5 separate regions of the Mus musculus genome follow, and regions 1, 2, 3 and 4 are each linked to region 5. A link is a contact called in public promoter capture Hi-C data. All regions are on one chromosome and are shown on one strand. The core of a region is the stretch at or near the end of the contact, and the rest is flanking DNA. Distances in the headings are between cores, read along the strand shown. Region 1 holds the start of Tubgcp5 (tubulin, gamma complex associated protein 5). Region 2 holds the start of Herc2 (HECT and RLD domain containing E3 ubiquitin protein ligase 2). Region 3 holds the start of Nipa2 (non imprinted in Prader-Willi/Angelman syndrome 2 homolog (human)). Region 4 holds the start of Nipa1 (non imprinted in Prader-Willi/Angelman syndrome 1 homolog (human)). Region 5 holds the start of Svip (small VCP/p97-interacting protein).

Region 1 (2,700 bases), core at 91-2,590, 3.8 Mb before region 5:
AATACAAAGAAAAGCAAACATATTCATGTACAATTATCAAATATTTAGAAAGCTTTGAAAGGGTCTGGAGAGATGCCTCGGGGGTTAAGAGCCCACGCCATTGCTCAGGGTCCCCAGGTTCTATTCACAGCACCCACAGGCTGTTTATAATCCCAGTTCCAGGGGATCAGCTGCCTTGGGCACCAGGCACACACATGCACACGTGTACACAGAGTCAAATCATACACATAACATCATCAACAACAAAACCTAAAATTTAGCAGTGGGACCAAAGGCTGTCATTAATGTAACAACGAACAACATGTGGAAATAAAGCAACTGTAACACAAGGTGACTGCCACATGTTTTCTACGGGTGACACTGGTGACAGAGTGTTATAGGTATGCTTTTAGTACTTCTGTTATACTATGCAGCATCTATGTCTCTTCCCAACTCTAAAATGACTATCCCCTCCCTCCTATCTGCCACTAGAAAAAATACTTGTGGTACATCTGCTTTTCGAGTTACCTGACTTCTTTGAATCCTTGTTCTTTCTATAGGTTATAACTAGAAATTGCACTTGTGGTTTTGGATCGTTGGCTTGCTTCCCATCAACCTGAGAGGTCTGTAGTCTCACGAACTAGGCAGACACTCACGTCCTGCGCTTAGAATCAGGATCACAGTCTGACAAACTGTTCACTGTTTAGGGTGACTTCTACTAGACATGCTATGTGTTGCTCAATAGTAGAACTTGAATTTGTTTTATGCAATGCAAAGGGAGGACACAGAAGCGGGGAAACTTGTAAGTGGTCCGAGCAAGAGAAGAGGGGGGTTGGTGAGACAAACAAAAAACAAAACAAAACAAAAAACCCCCAAAAAACCTAACAGGATGTGATCAGAATTTGGCGCTAAAAATTCACTTTCCCAGCCATCAAATGACTTTTGATGTGCACCGTACTGCGTGCGGGTGAGCAGAGTCAACAGCTCTCTAGGAATGTGCCGCTGCAACTGCGGGTTTCTCGCAAGGGCACCTAAGGGGAAACCAAGGCACAGCAGCTGCAGCAGACGCAGGGGTGCCGGAGGCCGCACTCCCGACCCGGACCCGCCCGCCCGCGCGACTTCAGCTCGTAGCCGCGATCCCACACCTGAAGTTGGACCAGACGAAGTCCAGGGCCAGCTGGAAGTTGGGGTCCGCCTCGTCCTGCAGCCCCGTAACCTGCCGGACGAGCTCGCACACATCATGCTCCAGCTGTCTGTCCATCCGGCTCCCGGACGACTTAGGCCGGGCCATTGCCGCGGCGTACCTATCAGGATCTCTGCTAAGTGGCGACTGTTCTCGCGAGAGTTCCGCCCGTCCCGGCACCGGGGTTTCGAGATGTGGAGGATGTTTCCGCGAGAGTTCCGGCAGCCCCGGAGCTGTGCCTGGGAAAGGTGCTGATGGGAGTGGATGCTGGTTGCTGGATGCGGTGCGTCCGTGGGTGGGGAAGAGATGTGCTCTTTCTGCTTGCACACCGGGAAATCCGAGAGTCTTCAGACAGCTAACCATTATTTATTATTAATCATTGTTAATAAGGGACTCTGGATACTCCTGATTAACGATTTAAATTCTGATGCATTTTGAGCCAACCAGTTTTTTGGTTCCAGGGTATAGTTTCCGACATTTTTGAACATCGTGACTTATTTGTTCATGCTCCGGCCTTCACTTTCTCCTCCAGACGACCTAAACTGGGCTCTCAGAGCTCCCCAACTAAACACATGCTTCTGATTAGACCAGGAACATATGGTTAAAGCAGCGATAGTGCCCATTTATGTATTACAATGGCTCTGAACCTTCCAAATGCTGTGACCCTTTAATATAGTTCCTCTCGCTGGGATGACCCATAACCATTAAATTATTTCGTTGCTACTTCATAGTTATACTTTTGCTAGTTTACGAATTGTAATGTAACTATCTGATGTGTGATCCCTACTGCGGGTCACTGCCCACATGCTGAAACTGCTGGTTTATTAGTAAGGTGGAGATGTATGTGAGGGCCAGCTGTCTGTCACCCACTTGATGGCCGGGGATGCTTTTCTGTTACTGTTCTTTGTGCACCCACAGCTTTGGGTTAGGCCGACCTTCCCTATGGAGGACTTGTCCTTGTTACAGTACAGGCAGTTGTGCTTTCTTGTTAGAACCCTCGAACAAGTTCTCAAGAAAGGGAAAGTGGCTCTGAGTTCAAGGCCAGCCTACAGAGTGAGTTCCAGGACAGCCAGGGCTATACAGAGAAACCCTGTCTCGAAAAAAAAAAAAAAAAATCAGAACAAAACAACCAAAACAACAACAGCAACAACAAACCCAAAACAAAACAAAAAAAGCTGGCTTACTTAATAAAGTTGCTGGCTGTCAGGCCTGGCTGCTTGCATCCCATCGTGTGGACTCACATGATAGGAGAGAACCATGTCCCATAAGTAGTCTTATAATTCCCATGTGTGCGTACCTCCACCCCATACAAAAATAAATTTTAAAACGTCATTTTCAAAATATAAAAAGGGGAAAGCACTCTTGAGAGCAGACGTGGGCAAAGTCGTCAGAGCAGCAGCTGGAGCCTTTGAGCCTTTATAAATCGTCCGCATTAGGTAGCACCTGCCACCCCAATTGGTACTTGCCTGACTTTTTCTTAGACGAATCCCTCACGAGGAAGGTCTTTGTTGAGGCCAGGCTAAGTTACTCCATATTGA
Region 2 (2,700 bases), core at 68-2,567, 4.0 Mb before region 5:
AATAAGAGGGGGGAAAAAAAGAAAAAGAAACAAACAACAGTCAAGTCTTGATTAAGAATGTTGGCAGGACCTGGGATGGAGTTCAGCTGGTAAAATACCTGCCTAACTATACCACATAATCCCAGCAAGGTGTTAAGGTGCTGCAATGCTAGCACTCAAGAGGTGGAGGCAAAAGGATCGGATGTCAGGTCATCCTCACCTACACTGAGGAGTTCAAGGCCAGCCTGGGAATATGAAACCCTGTCTTAAAAAAATAAACAAATAAAAATAAGCCTCCAGAATAAAAATACTGAAAAATTGCATAACTGGATCTCAAGTTTCTTGCACTTACAACTAACTTCAATTAAGCCACAACCACATAGCATCTCTTCAACAGTCATAATAAATGTCACATTGTAAATTATAAGAAATAATCTTCCTAAGACAAGATCTAATTGCCATTCACTCACACATTCTCCTCAAGCAAACATTTTTTATAGAGACAGGAACACACAAAGAAAAGAGAAAACCATGTTCACCCCACCTGGATATCTGTTTTCAACCATTTGGAGTCAAGGCGAGACTGGGCAGCCAAACAGAAAGACTCAGAAGGCATGTTTCCTCCGGGTGGTCAGACCTGCAAGTCAAACACAAACGCTGGAGCCCTCGAGCTTCTTTAAACTGCTATTTACACCATCCTGCTGTTTAACGCGGCCGAGACAGAACATAAAACAGGGAAGGAGAGCTGGGGGAGGGGACGAGAGGATGAGGGATGAGAGGGAAAGCTGGCCCCAGAACGGGAGAAGGGAGGGAAATACCACTTCCAATAGAGGTAGAGTCGCTGGGATTTCCCAATACGCCGGCCGGACCTACAGTGGTCACCGGCGACCACTGCACAATGTCATCCCACTCCTTTAAATCCAAAGGGACACACACAGACACACGTCAGGAAAAAAAACTCACTATCGCAACGACAAATGACACCAGTGTGCATCAGCCGCTATACCTACAGCAGTCCGGCGGAGTGTGGTAAATAAACAAAAGTCATGTCTGCAGATAAATCTACAACAATCGCCTAAATACTAAAAAGACAGCCGTGACTGCGCGGCCTCCGAGGCGCACAGGCCCTGGTTCCTCCGCGCCAACGCCCGCCTTCCGCCCGCCGCTCTCCGGGCCCCGCTCTCCCGGACCTGGCGCCGCCCGTCTTCGGCCCCTCCGCCCTCCTTCGGCCCAGCTCGGCCAGCCCTGGCGCCGCCTGCTCCGCCAGCCGGCTGAGGGAACACTCCCTGCAGGAGCCGGCCGGCGCTCGCGATCCAGTCTGCGGCCCGAAGCGCACGCTGACGCATGGCTGCGCCCGCCCAATAGCGCAAGGGTGAGAGACGGCTTCAGCCAATGGACGAGCAGCGTCGCACGCCCCTCCCCCAACTTCCGCTTCCTTCAGCACGACTCAGCTTCCTTCTTGAGACTCACCCGCTCAGCGAGAGCCAACCGCAGACGCCGGGAGGTGGGACTTGTGCGCACGCACGCTGGCTTGCCCAGTCCCAACCCTTCCCAGACTGTGTTTGCTTCCAGGGACCCGAAGTTGGTAAGGTATTTGCAGCGGGACGAGGTTCTCGAGGCTCCCTGTGCTTTAACGACAGCGTCCTTTTGGCCTTTGAGTCAGTGGACAGAAGAGGAAATTTAAGAAAAAGTAATTGATCCGGGCCTGGTAGTACTCGCCTTTAACCCTGGCACCAGGAAGGCAGAAGCAGGTGAATTCTGGGTTAAGAGACCCTGGGGGAATGGGGGTGCGGGAGTAAGAAAAGAGCAATTAAAATCACACAAAATATGTTCTCTGATCATCATGGAATAATCAAATAACTACAAATAAAACATAACATAATCTTCAAGCATGTGGAAATTAAACTTTTCCATGAGAAGGCAAAGAAAGGACTTAGAACATTTGAAATAGGAACTGGGTGCGATTTGTTGTTTTAAATACGATGGTTCATTTTTTTCCCACGTGTTAGAAGGCAGCAATGAGGGATATGCCACAGTGGTATGGTGGCCCAGTTGCAACGTTAAAATACCTGTCTTTTGTCATCCTTGGTATGTATCTTCAAACTCACTCCCAAGGGTCAAGGGATTTGCCATAGCTCAGACATCACATCTCTGTTTCAAGCAGCAGGAAGCAGTATAAAAGATCCACAGTCTATCACACCTCCCAAAGACTGTGTGACTCTAATTTACTTCTGCTTCAACTCAAAAGTATCTGAACAAGGTTTCAAATTCAACCACATCCAAAATACAGTTAGGGTGGACAGGGCTTTGAACCTGAGGCATGACAGCATAATTACCAGTAGAAGGTAACACCCGAGGAGGCATCTCTGGCCCTTAGGCTCCCTTCTCATGCAAGACACCCTTCGTCCCTCCACATACTGAAGCATGTTTACCTACGTACATTTTTAGAACTGTGTCTGCTAGCTCTAAAAAAACGATGTTTGTAGTCCATTTTGTGTTGCTGTAACAACATGACTGAATAATAAATACAGGCATTTGTACCTCACACTTCTGGAGGCTAAGTCTAAGAGCATAGCACTGGTATCTGGTGACGGCATTTCTGATGTTGCATAGCATGGTATAGAGGCAAGAGAACCCATGTGTGGCAAGAATACACCAAGCAAACACATCATTTTGATCCATGAGGCATAGTCTACTTGACTTGATCACATCTTAAAGGGT
Region 3 (2,700 bases), core at 49-2,548, 4.0 Mb before region 5:
GATTGTAATGATGAAAGCAGATGGATGAGAAGGATCTGTACCTTGGATGTTTAGGACAATGGGGAGGAGGGAGTGAGAAGGAGGAAGGGAAGGGAGAGGGAGGTGCCACAAGATAATTCTCTACCACGGTTAAATTACAATGCTGATCCCACATACGGCACACACCTGTTCAAATGAACCAACCAGTGCCTTTATGATAATCAACAGGTCTTTGGAGATGTCTGTTGCCATCTTTATCAGTTAAGTTATTGCTGCCTATCAATTTAAACCAAAATGAGGTGGCAATCACTTATTCTTTCTTTTAGGCCGATGGGTCAGTGGGGCAGTTTTGCTGATGTGAACCAACCTGACCCTTGCCAGCAATTCTGAGTTAGCCAGGAAGGAAGTCAGTATGGTGGCTTTGTTCCTGGTCTACATTGTACTACATTTGTTCTCCATTATTCCCTCCTGCCCACCAGTCCGGGCTTCTTATCAAGTTTCATTGCATTTTTCTTTGCTCAATACCATTCCCCCAGCCAATGCAGATTCAGGGAGAGTGGAGATGCAGGTACTGTAAAATTTGTGGACACATGGAAAGGTGGAAAAATTGGAGTCATTCTGTATTTACCTGATCATCAAAGTCCCACTTGCATGTCATCTAGAAATTAGCCTACCCTAAAAATTGAGCAAAATAAGTCCTCAAGAGCCAGTTCTAAGACACTTGGGTATCTGGTTGTCAAGTTCACAGCAGAGTAGCTTTTAAATTAGCTACTTAGCCACTCCCTCAATGTTTTAGACCATCACGTCCAAAGCATTAGCATAGGAGATAGGAAAACTACAGTGCTGTTTTTAATGTTTCAATAAATGTATAATTCATTTTACAAGGATCTCCCTCCCAAACACACCCAAACAAATGTTCTTGGAGTAACATATCCTGTAAACAAGGATTTTCAGCAGCCTTCAATGGTCTTTTCAAAGCAAAAGCAGCCGAGAAAAAGCTATTACTTTGTTTCCTGTGCATCTCGTGGAAAAGATCTCTTGTCCAAATCACAAGGTCCTCCTCCACAAGCTTTACTGTCTCTTCCCTGGAAACCTGCCTCCTTGTCCCGCCCACTTCCGCCCTTTGCGGTCAAACCCACCTCCTCCATCCCAAAGGTCCCACGTGAAGACTCCCAGGAAATCGGATTTTAAATAACAGGGCTGGATTTTTGATGAGTAGGTGAGCAAAGATGACCTTAGAAGGTACGGCTCCTCCGGCTCGCTGTCAGGGCGGGGCGAAGAGCCTTGCGGAGGCGGGGCCTGAGCTGTGCCTGCCCAGCGCGCGCGGTTTACGTCACTAGTCTGCGCCCAGGTTTCCCGGCAGGTTCTCGGCGGCTCTTCTGGTGCTGGCCGCGGTGCGGCCGAAGGCTGTCCGAGGTAGGCTCCTCTCGGCTCTCCCATGGAGGAGGCGGCGCTCACTGCAGTCTCGGATGCACGAACTTCCCGCGGGACGTCGCCGGAGACGGTGGCTGTGTGCGCGCAGGAGCGAGCTGCCTGCGTGGGGGTCTGAGCGGGCACCGGGGTCGCGTCCCGGAGGGAGCCGAGTCGCCCGCCGGCCTGCGACGGCCCTAAGGTAGCTACTTCCTGTAAGCGAGCTCCAGGGCGGAGCTGCGGGCTGTGTCGGCCGCCTGAGGTCGGAGAAGGGCCCCGGGGCGACTTGCTTTTTCGCGTGTTCTGGGGTGGACGCAGCTTCCCTGGTGATCCGCAGTGAGTCGGATTGATTGCCATTCAATCCGGCAGAAGTCTGGCTGGTTGGCCCTGTCCGGTCGCGTACTCGTTAAGTTCTGCATATCAGTTTTATTTGCCTTCGTGAGTTTTCAGAAGATGGTTTCGGCTTGCTGTAACGTTTTGAGCTTGCTTGACTCAGTTCCCTGGCACTTAATAGGGTTTACACAAAATGCAGGGTTTGGGGTTCCTGCTTCTTTGATTTCTCTACGATAATGGCAAGGCATTTAGTTTAGGAGTGGTCTTGAGTGCAGTTTCTTTAGATTCTATATCATGTGCCCGTTTGATACCATATTAATTATTTTTAAAGTTAAAAGAGGAAGTCTGAGATTTGACGTTTTTCATTCCAGTAAGCTGTATGTAGAAGCTCTTACAGTACTTACTAAGTGAAAGAACAGGAAGGCCAGTAACTATATATCTAAGTATTTAGTAATTTTCTGTCCTTTCACCTACTTCCATATTTTCTTCTTTCCAGGGTGGAACTACTCTGCCGTGGTTAAATACTTTAAATGGGAATAAAGGATAGCGTTTCCAAGAAAATGAGAATGAATAAATCATCTCTGTTTTTTAAAAGAAAGACCATATTAAACTTACATGTAAGTTAAAATTTTAATTTCTAACAGTATTGCTAAGTTAGATCGGAGATTAGGTTCTGTAGTATTTTTTTGTTTGGTTGTTTGGTTGTTTTTTGTTTTGATTTTTATAGAGACAGGGTTTCTCTGTGTAGTCCTGGCTGTCCTGGAACTCACTCTGTAGACCAGGCTGGCCTCCTCTGCCTCCCTAGTGCTGGGATTAATGGCATGCGCCACCACTGCCCGGAGGTTCCTGCCCACCTCTTGTCTAGCTTGTCTTGTTGAGTCAGTAAACTTTAGGTTGATTGAGAGGCCCCATCAGGAAAAATAAGGTGGAGAATGACTGATAATGTTGTTTTCTTTAGTTTTTCACAGATACGGGAAA
Region 4 (2,700 bases), core at 201-2,700, 4.0 Mb before region 5:
AGTGCACATATAAAAATGGTTAAAATAGTTAGGTCACAAAGCAGGCTGACAATATCCGAAGACAACCGCTCACACCAGGCCAGGTTCTTACCCAGTGAACAGAAAGGTTATTATTGAGTACACAGGAACCTAAATTCAGCGTTCCTCAATTTCTGGGGGACAGAAATTCCCTCGCTCTTCCCTGACCTCAGGGAAAGGTCACCTGGTTTCTGATCAGCTCAGTCTGTAAGAGATCCAAGTCCCTACACCAACTCTCAGACTGTCTGGCCGGCAGGTCTCCTCCCCATAAATCTGACAAGGCTCATTTGGCAGGATGCTATTCTCCAGTCTGAATCAGCCTGGCAGTTTGTCCCCAAAAAACCATCTTACTACCCTAGTTCAGTGGTTTCATTTGCCTCACTGACAGAATTGGTGACTTTTATGAGTAAATTATCACCCGGAAGGAAACAACGGTAGACTGGCTTAGTAGAGTGTTGGTGGGGATGGTTTTTGAAGACAGGGTTTCTGTGTAGCCTTAGCTGTCCTGGGACTCGATCTGAAGAGCAGCCTGGTCTTGAATTCACAGAGATCTGTCTGCCTTTGCCTCCTGGGATTAAAGGCCTTCAACACACTGCGCGGCTAACCATTCAGTAGTTTCAGTGCATAAATAGTCCAATTTTATATTGCTTCGGCAATAATACTGCGTTATAGAGTTTCAAAAAGACATGTATACTTCCTAAACCAACTTTTTTTTAAATTAAGTTTTCAATATAGCATGATTATAGAATAGAGAAACAAACACTTGGAGCAACCTAACAACCAACAATCTGATGAATGGTTTGATACAATATATTTTCATAGACATCACACAGCTATTAAAACAATAATTGTGTGATAACATGGAAATAGATTGCTACATAACACTCAATAAAAGAGAAAAAAATGTGCATTGCCTTTGAAAGCGTGGGAATGGCCCAGAATACTTAAGTGAGAGTTGGCGAAGTGAGTCAAAATAACTTTCCCTTATAATCTTGATATACTTTATTAAGAATTAAAATGAAACACTACAGTATGATCACAAGGTCAATGATCCAGAGTGAAGGTAGCGGACCTCCCAGGGAGCAAAGCAGCAAAGAAGAAAGCATCTCTTTGGTAGTACAGAACAGAGTTCCTAGAAGACCTGAGCTCCTCTGGGGACAGCTTGACCATCCCCACCAGACGCCCTAGGGCTCTTGGTACTGCAGAGCTTTCTGCCCCAGGCGCTGCACCAGCACGCTCTACGGAATTATTATACTATCCACACAGACCGCAGAAGCCTTTCGGCTCCTCCTCTGATCCCACTGCATGCTTCCCATCCACCCCCTAAGCTCGCTCCCACCCCTGTCTTACTTCGCAGTCCGACCCCGAACTCCGGCTCCCTCTCTGCCCCGCCCCGCGCCGCTCCTTCTCCAAGCCCGTGGGGCGCGGCGCGCGCACGCGCAGCGGAGGGCGGCGCGGGCGGCATGGGGACTGCGGCGGCGGCTGCGGCGGCCGGGGAGGGGGCGCGCGGCCCGAGCCCCGCCGCCGTGTCGCTCGGCCTGGGCGTGGCTGTGGTGTCCAGCCTAGTGAACGGGTCCACGTTCGTGCTGCAGAAGAAGGGCATTGTGCGCGCTAAAAGGCGAGGTAGGGCGGGCCGAGGTCGGGCCGGGGTCCGCACCACGCGTCTGCCGGTGTCTGTGCACAGAGCACGGGCCGGCTCCCCTGGCTACCCCGCAGGCATCACCTCCGCATTCTACGCGGTCTCCTTCTGTCTCTTCTCTGCGACCGGGGAGGCCTTATTCACTCTTTCAGGAGCCCTTCACCGGACATCTTGCCCCGTTCCTATACCTGTCCAGTCCTCCAACCCCTACCCCGCAGCAGAGCATCGGGACAGATGCTCAGCTTGGAGCCCTATGCCCAGAGGCCCTCACTCACCTACTGTCAGGCAGAGCTTCCTATTCATAGGATCCAGAGGTGGGTGGAGCCAGGCCTGCCTTTCACTTAGACTGGGCCGGGGTGCTCTTGGGAGAACACTTGGTGGTGTGAAGAAGTAAGGGTGTGTGGTGGGTCCAGAGGATGTACTGTCTTCATTGAGGTGCCCACTGTCACCTTGATTGCAAGGTCTGATCTTCCCGGCGGCTTTTGCCCTGGGATCCTTAGATAACTTACCTGTGGTTGTCTGAAGTGTCTAAAGCATGAAGAAAACATCAAACAGGCATGCAAACGGGCCCCCCTACTGAGGATGCCCTGGGTCAACCCATCATCAGATATCACTCCATAGTGATAGGGAAGTGGGATAAGGCACAGAGACCTTCTTTGTCCATGCCATGTCATTGTGTTGAGAGGCCTGTGACAGGCACTGCATGTAAGAGGCAGAATACTTTGACGGGGAAAGTAAACATTGCTTTCAGAGAAACCAAGAAAGGCTTGTGGTTGGAGCCACAACCTCAAGGGCTCTAGGGGTAACGAGCTGGTTGCCAGTGTATGAGAGGTAAATACACTTACTAGTTCCAATTCCAGAACACGTTTGAAATTTTGACTAAGCTGTCTGGGTAGCCAGGAAGCTTCAGAAAAGAGACAAAGAACTGAAAATATTGAGCGAAAGTACAAAACCAGTAATGCTTATTTAAATAAATTTATTTCAAAATGAAAGCATTGCAATCCTAATAAAAAACCAATAGGATCTCCCAAGCCTGCAGATGT
Region 5 (2,700 bases), core at 123-2,622:
AGGAACTTGTGAGAATTTAAACACCCAGGCTTCTACAGAAATGGGGAACTCGAGAAGTCTATTTCTGAGTGTTTTATTTCAAAGATAAGGACACACTGGTCCTTGATAAGGTTCTGGGTTATAAAAGTGCTAAGAGGCCAGGAGAAGAACATCTTAAAAGGCAGAGGAATATTTAAAATTGAAAGATTTCTAATGTAAAAACTTTAAGAATAGGGAGGCAATCAGAAAGAAATCGGAGTTTGGTCAAGCTAAAGGAAAAAAGAAATCAGTAATCTTACACCTAAGATGACTTTCTGTTAATTGTGTTTTGTAATTATCAAAACATGACACTAACAAATGTGAAATTTCTTGAAAATGAAAAAAACTCAAAATTCCGAGTGGATAATTGGGGGTAAATTTTCACACGTTTATAAGAAATAGAAATATAGAAATATGAAATACATATGTACTATTTTGAAGCACAGCAACTTCAAATAATAGTTTCTGTGTGCTTATCAAAAGGAAATGGAAGGATTTGTCCACTTGAATGTAGTATGAGTGAGTGGCCATCCACGAAGTGACAAGAGATATAGAACCGGAGAGAAAGAAGGAAGAGGAAGGAAAGAGAAAACAATAGTCTTACTGTCATTAAAATCTGAGCCGCACTTCACTCAAGTTTTTCTGGGTGCACTTTTTCGTTGTCCCTAAGCGGAAAACGTGGATAGCAAGGAGCTACCTCTGAGACGGGATTATGTGGCAGTTTTCCCATCCTGCCATCTCAGAGACACAGTACTGACCTCACTAAAATACCAACAAGGTAGCAGACAGCACCCTTGAAATGCTGGTTTCTGAGTGTCAAGGGCCAGAATTCCTTCTTTCCCTAGCGCGGATTCAACAGGTGCCTACCCATGCCCAGTACGCTTGCGCAGAGCTCCTAGAATGGCCAGGGCTCCGCACAGCCGCAGAAAGTGCTTAATCAGCGGGGCAATGAGAGTGGAATTTTGAGTCTTGATGGGAGTGGGAGGGTGGGGTTGTGTGTGAAAACGGGGTGGGAGTGGGGCGTTTCATTTGGAGGAGCTGGCTGACAGCTAAAGGGTGGATCAGGTGTAGCACTACTGAAGGGGCGGGGCTTGCCGCAGATGGGTGGGGCGTTGCCATAGGGAGGCTTCAAGGTTCAAGAGAGAAACCCCTTGGTTGGGTTGCTGTTAAACCCTATTGGGTGGGATTTGTGGAGGAGGCGGGACTTGATGTTGGACCGGATGAAAGAGGATTGCCGCCGGGTCGGGCGAAGCAGGTTCGCCCTGGGGGCGGGGCTTGCCGCAGGCCTGGAGGGACAAGGCTTGTTGCTAGGGCGGGTAGGGTGGGGTCTGCCAAGGGCAGGACAGGGGTGGGGCTTGAAATTGGGCGGAGCTTGTGGTGGTGTTCGCGGGGGAGGGGGGGCGAGGAGGAGGGGGAGGGGCGCTTGCGCCTCAGATGGGGTGGGTCTTACTGCGGGGCAGGTCCTGGCGCGGGGCGGAGCTTTGCAGCAGGTCAGGTGGGGGCGGGGTTTGCTCCTGGGCGGGGCCTGCTGCAGCCCCCAGCGAGGATTCGGGTTCCCGGCCCTGGGTGCCTGCGTCCCCATGGGGCTGTGCTTCCCTTGTCCCGCGGAGTCCGCACCACCATCCCCGAGCCCGGTGAGTAGACGGCCTCCCCGTGCAAGTCTTGCACGCGGCGGCCGTTGCAGTGCAGTCGGAGGGAAGGTGCACCTGCTGGGCCTCCTGACCCTCCCCTAAGGACCCTCCTCGGATGGCATAGGTTGGAGCTGCTGTTTTCAGTGGCTGCTCCAGACATGTGTCTCTTCTCTTGTCTGTACCAGCTGTACCTAGAAGGTCCGGGACGCGCCGCTCCTCTCGCCATTTAGAGGATAATTAACCCGCGCCTTCCCTTTGCTCAGTTTTAACAGCCGGTTTGAAGCCCAGGTTTAAATCCCACATAAACAAGCAATACGTTTACGTGTAGATTCCTAGTAGTGCTGTGTTTGGGATAATTTTATGTGAAGACAGGCATTTTATTTTTTTTGATATTCGAATCCAAGCAGGCCTTATGCAGTAAGAGTATACTTACTTTAATATCCTTTACCCGTACTTGATAATATGACAATCTAACTTGGTCTCAACATCGGTTCTCAGGGTAGCCAAAGATTAGTTGAAGAAATGAGAGATTTAGGGAAGTATATTAATAATATCTTAGCCACTAGGTTATAGACACTAAAGTGACTGTTTAGTAGATGTGAGGAAGTTCAACTTGCCTTTATGACTGCTATTGTTTTAAAATGCTATTAATTTTGTTTAGCTCATGAGAAAAAATATTATTCTGCTAGCATTTGTTAAGGCATCTCTCCTCCCATTCTCTGCCCTTAGCCATAGGGCCCACCGGTGTATTTCACTTAACACCTACAATTTCTCTGACCACCTAAATAAACATGCTCTAGAAACCTCCCTCCTATTCCTTATCTACCATGGTTATTATATCTCTTCCTGGGTAATTACTCCCATCAGATGCATGTTTGTGTATTTGCTTACATTTGTTTCCACACACTAATCAAAACTCAAGCTTTGTATGCATGGATGTCTGCATTTCGTTGCTGTGTTCTTAGAAAAATTGGCAGCAATCATTGTGATGGACGAATGTGTGCACTTGGCGGAGAAGGAATGGCTAAAACTACATCCCAAGAGAATGCTA

What was found. Promoter capture Hi-C pulls out the DNA fragments that hold promoters and counts their contacts.
Region 1: a contact with region 5 is called in a promoter capture Hi-C map of second pharyngeal arch cranial neural crest. The contact joins the promoter of Tubgcp5 here to the promoter of Svip in region 5. A contact is called at or near these places in 4 of 39 promoter capture datasets (cranial neural crest, maxillary cranial neural crest, pre-B cells and 1 more).
Region 2: a contact with region 5 is called in a promoter capture Hi-C map of pre-B cells. The contact joins the promoter of Herc2 here to the promoter of Svip in region 5. A contact is called at or near these places in 3 of 39 promoter capture datasets (cranial neural crest, pre-B cells and second pharyngeal arch cranial neural crest).
Region 3: a promoter capture Hi-C map of pre-B cells shows a contact between it and region 5. The contact joins the promoter of Nipa2 here to the promoter of Svip in region 5. A contact is called at or near these places in 4 of 39 promoter capture datasets (cranial neural crest, frontonasal cranial neural crest, pre-B cells and 1 more).
Region 4: a contact with region 5 is called in a promoter capture Hi-C map of second pharyngeal arch cranial neural crest. The contact joins the promoter of Nipa1 here to the promoter of Svip in region 5. A contact is called at or near these places in 3 of 39 promoter capture datasets (cranial neural crest, frontonasal cranial neural crest and second pharyngeal arch cranial neural crest).

The regions. Positions count from the first base shown.
Region 1 is chr7:55,792,765-55,795,464 of GRCm38.p6, reverse strand. Tubgcp5 (tubulin, gamma complex associated protein 5) reads right to left here and starts at 1,340. Exons shown (of 23, transcript NM_146190.3): 1 at 1,125-1,340. The coding sequence starts at 1,270.
Region 2 is chr7:56,048,772-56,051,471 of GRCm38.p6, reverse strand. Herc2 (HECT and RLD domain containing E3 ubiquitin protein ligase 2) reads right to left here and starts at 1,317. Exons shown (of 93, transcript NM_010418.2): 1 at 1,170-1,317; 2 at 524-616. The coding sequence starts at 595. Gm34121 (predicted gene, 34121) reads left to right here and starts at 1,422. Exons shown (of 3, transcript NR_166588.1): 1 at 1,422-1,730.
Region 3 is chr7:55,961,091-55,963,790 of GRCm38.p6, reverse strand. Nipa2 (non imprinted in Prader-Willi/Angelman syndrome 2 homolog (human)) reads left to right here and starts at 1,298. Exons shown (of 7, transcript NM_001256130.1): 1 at 1,298-1,591; 2 at 2,219-2,339. A230056P14Rik (RIKEN cDNA A230056P14 gene) reads right to left here and starts at 1,260. Exons shown (of 6, transcript NR_015495.2): 1 at 1,119-1,260.
Region 4 is chr7:56,018,350-56,021,049 of GRCm38.p6, reverse strand. Nipa1 (non imprinted in Prader-Willi/Angelman syndrome 1 homolog (human)) reads left to right here and starts at 1,450. Exons shown (of 5, transcript NM_153578.3): 1 at 1,450-1,641. The coding sequence starts at 1,482.
Region 5 is chr7:52,004,690-52,007,389 of GRCm38.p6, reverse strand. Svip (small VCP/p97-interacting protein) reads left to right here and starts at 1,372. Exons shown (of 4, transcript NM_001160345.1): 1 at 1,372-1,652. The coding sequence starts at 1,599.